Regions from separate parts of the Mus musculus genome. Here region 2 is linked to region 1. The links are chromatin contacts, called in public promoter capture Hi-C maps. All regions are on one chromosome and are shown on one strand. The core of a region is the stretch at or near the end of the contact, and the rest is flanking DNA. Distances in the headings are between cores, read along the strand shown.

What was found. Promoter capture Hi-C pulls out the DNA fragments that hold promoters and counts their contacts.
Region 2: a promoter capture Hi-C map of hippocampal neurons shows a contact between it and region 1, with 4 times the contacts expected there. The contact joins the promoter of Cyp2j9 here to the promoter of Junos in region 1. A contact is called at or near these places in 2 of 39 promoter capture datasets (embryonic stem cells and hippocampal neurons) and 2 of 115 datasets of contacts at active chromatin or transcription factors (astrocytes and large pre-B cells).

Annotation. Positions count from the first base shown.
Region 1 is chr4:95,050,344-95,053,790 of GRCm38.p6, forward strand. It overlaps Junos (a long non-coding RNA gene), which reads left to right and starts at 1,974. Exons shown (of 5, transcript XR_867920.3): 1 at 1,974-2,039. Jun (jun proto-oncogene) reads right to left here and starts at 1,879. Exons shown (of 1, transcript NM_010591.2): 1 at 1-1,879. The coding sequence starts at 928.
Region 2 is chr4:96,589,463-96,592,928 of GRCm38.p6, forward strand. Cyp2j9 (cytochrome P450, family 2, subfamily j, polypeptide 9) reads right to left here and starts at 2,023. Exons shown (of 9, transcript NM_028979.2): 1 at 1,674-2,023. The coding sequence starts at 1,883.

The DNA.
Region 1 (3,447 bases), core at 724-3,223:
GTGCCACCTGTTCCCTGAGCATGTTGGCCGTGGATGCCAGCTCGGAGTTTTGCGCTTTCAAGGTTTTCACTTTTTCCTCTAGCCGAGCGATCCGCTCCAGCTTCCTTTTCCGGCACTTGGAGGCGGCAATGCGGTTCCTCATGCGCTTCCTCTCTGCCTTGATCCGCTCCTGAGACTCCATGTCGATAGGGGACAGGGGCGGCGTCTCTCCCGGCATCTCCGGCACGGTCTGCGGCTCTTCCTTCAGGGCTTGCAGCCGCGGGTGCTGCACCGGGATCTGTTGGGGCAAGTGGTGCGGCGGCTGAGGCGGCTGCTGCTGCTGCTGCGGCTGCGAGGGAAAGGCCAGCCCGGCCGCGCCATAGGAGGGCGCCCCACCGCCGCTGCTCAGCGCACCCGGGTTGAAGTTGCTGAGGTTGGCGTAGACCGGAGGCTCACTGTGCAGGCTGGCGCTGTAGCCACCACCGCCGCCAGCGCCTGCTACTGAGGCCACCGCGGGAGCCACCATGCCCGCCCCGCTGACCGGCTGTGCCGCGGAGGTGACACTGGGAAGCGTGTTCTGGCTATGCAGTTCAGCCAGGGCGCGCACGAAGCCCTCGGCGAAGCCCTCCTGCTCGTCGGTCACGTTCTTGGGGCACAAGAACTGGGTGGGGGTCGGTGTAGTGGTGATGTGCCCATTGCTGGACTGGATGATCAGGCGCTCCAGCTCCGGCGACGCCAGCTTGAGCAGCCCGACGTCGGGCGACGTGAGAAGGTCCGAGTTCTTGGCGCGGAGGTGCGGCTTCAGACTGCCCACCGGGTCGGCCAGGTTCAAGGTCATGCTCTGTTTTAGGATCTTAGGGTTACTGTAGCCGTAGGCACCGCTCTCGGACTGGAGGAACGAGGCGTTGAGGGCATCGTCGTAGAAGGTCGTTTCCATCTTTGCAGTCATAGAACGGTCCGTCACTTCACGCGGGGTTAGCCTGGGCTGTGCGCAGAAGTTTCGGGGCCGCAACAGCGCGCCGGGAAGCGGGGGGATACCCGCGCGTCCCCGCTTCTGTAACAAAGTTTGTTTAGGAGCGTGCGCTCCAGACGGCAGTGCTTCCCCCTGAGCCCTCCTCCCCAGTTCGCTCCAGGGAGCGCAGGGTTAAGACTCCGCTAGCACTCACGTTGGTAGGCTCCCGCGCGATGCCGAGCTTTGAAAAGTCGCGGTCACTCACGGAGCGCTCTCGGGGAGCAGCGGTTCCTTGGAGCCCGCAGACCAGTCCCAGCAACAGCGGCTCTCCGGCGGTGCTGACCAGTCGTCACGGAATTCTCGGTGGAAGCCCGCGATCGGGCTCTGCCGCCCGGCCTCCGACAACTGTCCCCTCCTCCGCTGTGAGGGGGAGGGGGACGCTAGGCAGCCGCGGCTAGCGCTCGCCCAACTTCAGCCGCCTGTGCGAACTGGTATGAGTATAGGTTCCTCTTCTCCCTTTTCTTTACAGTCTCGGTGGCAGCCTTAAGGCGCAGAAGAGATTTGCAAAAGTTCGCTCCCGGCCACTTGTTACCGGTCCTCTGGGTCAGGAAAGTTGCTGGCCGGTAGCCGCTCGCCTATTTCCTCGCGCGGTCGGGAGCCGCTCTCGATGCTGTCAGCAGCGCCCGGACTTGTGAGCTTCTTCTCCGTGGAAGGCGGGAGAAGGGACTCTCCAAATGCTCCCCAAAATACCGGTGCAGGAGCCGCGGGCGCTGGATCCAAGCAGTTGGTGAGAAAATGAAGACAAACGGATGAACAGTCCGGAGTCCGCGGCCGACCGGGTTGGCCAAGTCCGTCCGTCTGTCTGTCTGTCTGCCTGAGCGCTCTCCTGCCAGGCTGTCTCTGCCACACTCAGTGCAACTCTGAGTCCTTATCCAGCCTGAGCTCAACACTTATCTGCTACCAGTCAATCCCTAAAAATAGCCCATGATGTCACCCCGAGGCTTTCCCATTGGCTTGCGTCGTTCTCAGGGGGGCGGGCCCACCCGTCGCCATGGAGACCTCACCCTAGAAGATTCTTCTCTGGGCCCGCGAAGGCTCACGGGATGAGGTAATGCTCCGCTGCGCTCCTACAGTTGGGCCCTTCTTTCTCCTCCTCCCCCCCCCCCCTCCCGCGCTCAGCTTCGGCTTGTGTTCCCGGGTTCCCTCCCCGGCGCGTCTTTCCCGGCCCGCCCGGTGCATTGTGGGCTGACGTCTTGGTTTGGCTGTCTAGTGACGGAGGCTGCCGGTCGGCAGGACCCTTGCGGAGTCTGTCGGAGGCGGGCTCAAGTTCAGGGCTGGGGACTGGGACCGAGACGCGGGGATCCAGAAAGCAGGGGAGGCGCGCTAGTGGCCGGGGGCGGAGAGCTTGGGTGGGAGTGAAGGTTGCACACAGGCGCGCGCCCGCGCGCGGGCACACACACACACACACACACGCACGCACGCCCGAGAAAGGGCTGAATGATCTGAGTGACTGAAGCTGGCTCCGCACCCCCGCACTTCCGGGGGACAGAGCGATGCGGGTTAAAAGGGTTGTGTGCGCCCTGGGTGTGGGAGCACGTAAGTGCGTTGAAGTTGAGCGGGTTTGAGAGTAGCCCTCCAAGATGAGTATGCTTGGAAGTTTAGTTTCGGAGAAGGATCTGCGCCGCAGTGTGCTGTACCTGGAAACCAGAGATTTGCGGTGTTCGGAACCGACTCATCAGGGTCCCCGGCACAACACTTTATTCTCTGGACGTGCCGGGGGAGGGGTGTTCGCTTTGCCTCCGAGGGACCCCTCCTCTAGGTGTGAAAGATGCTAGCCCAGCGCCCATGGGGTGTCGAAAGCAACATATAAAGGTTCGAAACTCAGGAAACCTCGGCGATCGCCTGCGCTAGCACATACACACGGTCCCGCGCACACTCAGTCTGCGCCCGCCCTTCCTCCCTCCCTGATTTGCTTCTGGGAAAACAAGCCTTGAGAGCTGCGGACTCGCCCCAAGTCACGGTGCTTAAGCAGGAGTCCCTGGTAGAAACAGGCTGAAAACTCCCCTCCCCGCTCACTGGTGGAGTCATATCCTGTGCGGCCTCTAGGAAGCGCTAGACACATGTAAGTTATTTCTTTTCTAAGGTTCTGCTATCAGCCCTCCACCCTCCACCCCTCAGGACTAAAGAGGTGGCAAGCTTGGTTCTCCCAGGGCATAAGGGCAAATCTCAGAACTTCTCTGAGCTTTATTGGTCTCATCTAGAAGTAGAGCGAATGAGGTCCACTACACCGGGCTGCCAGGCATTAGTTTTGACTCTGAGAATAGCCCCCTTCCCTACCAGCTTCGGAGTTACCCTGGGCCGTCGGTGGGGTGGGGGTGGGGTGATTTGGAGGATCCTGGGTTGAGATTTGGCAGGAGCCCGTAAGCAAGATAGAAAAAGGACCGGGAGCCAACTCTTCCCTTAAGCCTCCCTTCAGCCTAGGACTTGAAGTTTGAAGTTGGACCTAGAAAGGTTCT
Region 2 (3,466 bases), core at 773-3,272, 1.5 Mb after region 1:
ATAGACAATGAAATGTGTGAAGAATAGCTAAAACTTCTCAATTTGGCAACATAAAAAAATCTATGTAAAAGGTGCATAAAATCTGCAAAGGAATCAAAAACCAAATAAACATCATAATCAAATTGAAAGTTAAAACAAACAAAACCAATTGAAAGTAGATGGCCGGTGGTGGTGGTGGGGGAGGATGTCACTTAGAAAGAAATTGGAAATTATTTCTCATCAGAAACTACAAAGTCTAGAGTTAAGTGGGAGACATCTAAATCTGTTAAGAGCAGCAGATTGACAAGCAAGTGTCCACAATCAGGAGAAAGACAGTGTGGGAATTAGTGGGGGGCATTCTGAGGTGGGGTAAAGCTAAGAAATTTCCTTCTGCCAAAGCCACCTCTGAAGAAACAGGGAAAGTAAGTACTGAAAGTCAGAAAAAAAAAATTGAACATGAAATGTCAAAAAAAAAAAAACCGAAAAACCCAAAACAAACAACAACAACAACAAAAACAAAACAAACCAAAACAACAATGAATCTATGGGAGAGGAGTAAGGAGCAAAGACAAGAGGCTTTTCCGCCTTTAAGTTCCAGCTGCACAGGACACTGAAGAGCAGGTTAGTGTCTGGTGTAGTTCTTAGTGTGTGTGGAGGAAACACCTTAGGCAGCTGGGCCATAGAGAGAGGATAGGGTCCTCTAGTTTTGTAGTTGTTTTGCTTCCCCTGAAAAAATAGTGTTAACAAAGTCAGTCGAATGTGAGCAATGAATAACAAACACTGAGCAGCTGCTGGGAGGATGATACAAGGATATCCAGGAGATATAAGAAAAGAGCAAAGAGGAATAGAGAGGCAAGTATTTGGAAAGTGTCTAAAAAACACACAGAGAACTCAGAATTTAAAAAAAAAATGGGTGGGAGAACAGAAGGAAAAATATGGGTTTAAATCCTCAAATTAGCAATAAATAATCAGACATAGCCAATCTTCACAAATACTGGAAAGTGACAGGGATGGTCACACATGGCAGAGTATTCACTATCTAAACAGAGAAAATTACTGTAGATAAGAAATATCACGTGGGAAGAGGGTCATAGAGCAGAAAGACCTTCCAGTCCTATACAGGTACTATGTACTCATAACCATTTTTCCAGGACAAGCGGGAGAGCTACAACAACTCAGTGGGAAAACAGGCAGACTTTTAGTGGAGCTGGAAACTTCAGTGCATCTTTCTCTGGATTAGATAAAGTCAGTAGGTGAGCAGTCATCAAAGATGCAAAAGGACCAAACTAGGCTCAATAAGACAAATCAGAGAACTGATATGTACACAGGTCAAGAGGAGAACACACTTTCAAAACAAAACAAAACAAAACTGGATAGGTAGTGTAACCAACATCTGGGACATCCTATTTCTTACTCCAACATAACGTGTTTATGAGGATAAATTATTACGTCATCAAATCTACCTTGACATACTTAAAAGACTTTAAAATCAGAGACAGTAAGTTTTCTGGCCATAAAATCACTCTGGGAATCTTTCATCGACAGATATCAAGAAAATCTACAACTGTTTGTAACCTGTAAGACCTTATCTCTGGGTTAGTGGGCTGTCAGCAACAGCCTTCGGCTACATCCTCGAGTTCCTGATGGCAATATACAGTTTCAGGATGCAGCCAGGCAGTGTTGCCTCTTCCTACCTGCTGAAGGGATAGGTGGGGCTGCTTGGGGTCCAAATGGAACAAGCAACCCACGAAAGGAAGGCGCATTGGCCCTGGCGGGTAGTTCTTGGGGCGACGGTTTTTGAGGAAATCAGCCAGGAACAGAAAGGTGACAGCAGACAGCAGCAAAATCCGGAGATGGAGCGCAGCCCAAATGGCAGCCACTAGGGAGCCGGCTGCCGCAAGCATGGCTGATATCAGAGCAGGCTCTTGGAGGAATGAGAATCTGAACTGAGGCAGTTCCCCAAGGACACTGCCTGTAGTTCCCAGAATGAACCAGGCCTGTGGTTTAAACCCCCAAATCGCTACAGGGCCCCTCCAATCTGTCGCCTGCAGACTCCTCCTCCCTGCTCTATTCACTTCAGCAACTTTGGCCCGCCTTGTTTATCTGCTTCCCTAAGTCTTAACAGAGCTTTGTCTCCAGAGCTCTTTCACTTTTACCCAGTCTTCCTAAGGACCCAAACATCCCCTTGGCCCCGCCTCAAGACTCTCCGTCACGCCCCTCTCCAAGTTCCAAGTCTTAGCCTTTGGAGACTATTCCTTTGGGGGTGGGGAAGCCACTTGAGCATGTATGGACTAGCTAAGAACCTTGCTCATAAACAAAGTATTTCTCTGGTTCTAGGCTTGTGATTTGCATGCAACCCAGAGAGTATCATGTGCATCTGATCTCCCGTTTTATAAACAACCTTTCACCACTGATTGCAATTTTCTGAAACAGGAACAGTATCAGCCCATGTTTCTGGGCTGCACGCCAGGGAGCGCTCTGGCCTCTTTATAAGAGCTCACCAGCTTTGAGTGCTATTCACAGTGAATTAAGTGAATCCACAGATTCTTCACAGAAAGAACACCCTGGTCTTGATTCTCCCCTACCCCCTTTTGTAGTGTTAGAGAACTGAACACCGCAGCCCTTGACCATGCTAAGAAGCCTTTCCATCATCACTTTGCACTCTCCCTCCCTCCCTATTAACTTTTAGGGTTAGTATATAATTTAGTGAATTTGATTAACGGGCACTTTCATGTCCATGTTTTTTCACAAATATTTATGCATATATTTGGCACTTTCCACTCATTCCCTACACTACTGTTGTAGGTCCTGCTCTTCCCCAGATTATCCCCTTCTGCATTTTGGCAGTGTACCTTCCTAAAGATTTGCTCCTTTCCTTCCATGGTTCCATTTCTAGTCCCAGACCCTGACCCCATTTACTCAAACACAGTTTAATCTAGGCTAGTACCGCAGAAAACAAGCTGTCTTCGCCTTTCTGCATCTGGTTTGTTTCATTTTCCATAAAGATCTCCAGCTTGTTCTCTCTCGGCTCTTCCATGAGAATCTCCAAGCACATTTGGTCTCCAGCATGGAACTTTCCACCCTGTGCCACATATAGGAGACCCTTAAGCCACATATCAGGCTAGACATGCATAGGCACTAAACATATAGATATACAGTCTGCTTACAAACTTTTTATTGATTAAAAAAGATAAATTGAAGTTTCTAACTCTCCAAGATCTTAAGAGGGAGACAGAGGAATAAGAAGAGAAACTTAACAAAGCTTAGCTTGTTTGTATTCTTTCAATCCTCTTTTGATTTTTTTCTTTTGTTGAAAACAGATTATTTTCTCATACACTATGCCCAGATGATAATTTCTCCTTCCTCTCTTCTTCTCAGTTTCTCCCAACAGGCCCTTCCCTGTGAATCTACTCTTTGTCTCTCAGGAAAGAACAGGTTTCTAAGAGATAACAAAACAAGACAAAACCTACGGTATCAAAGTTGAACA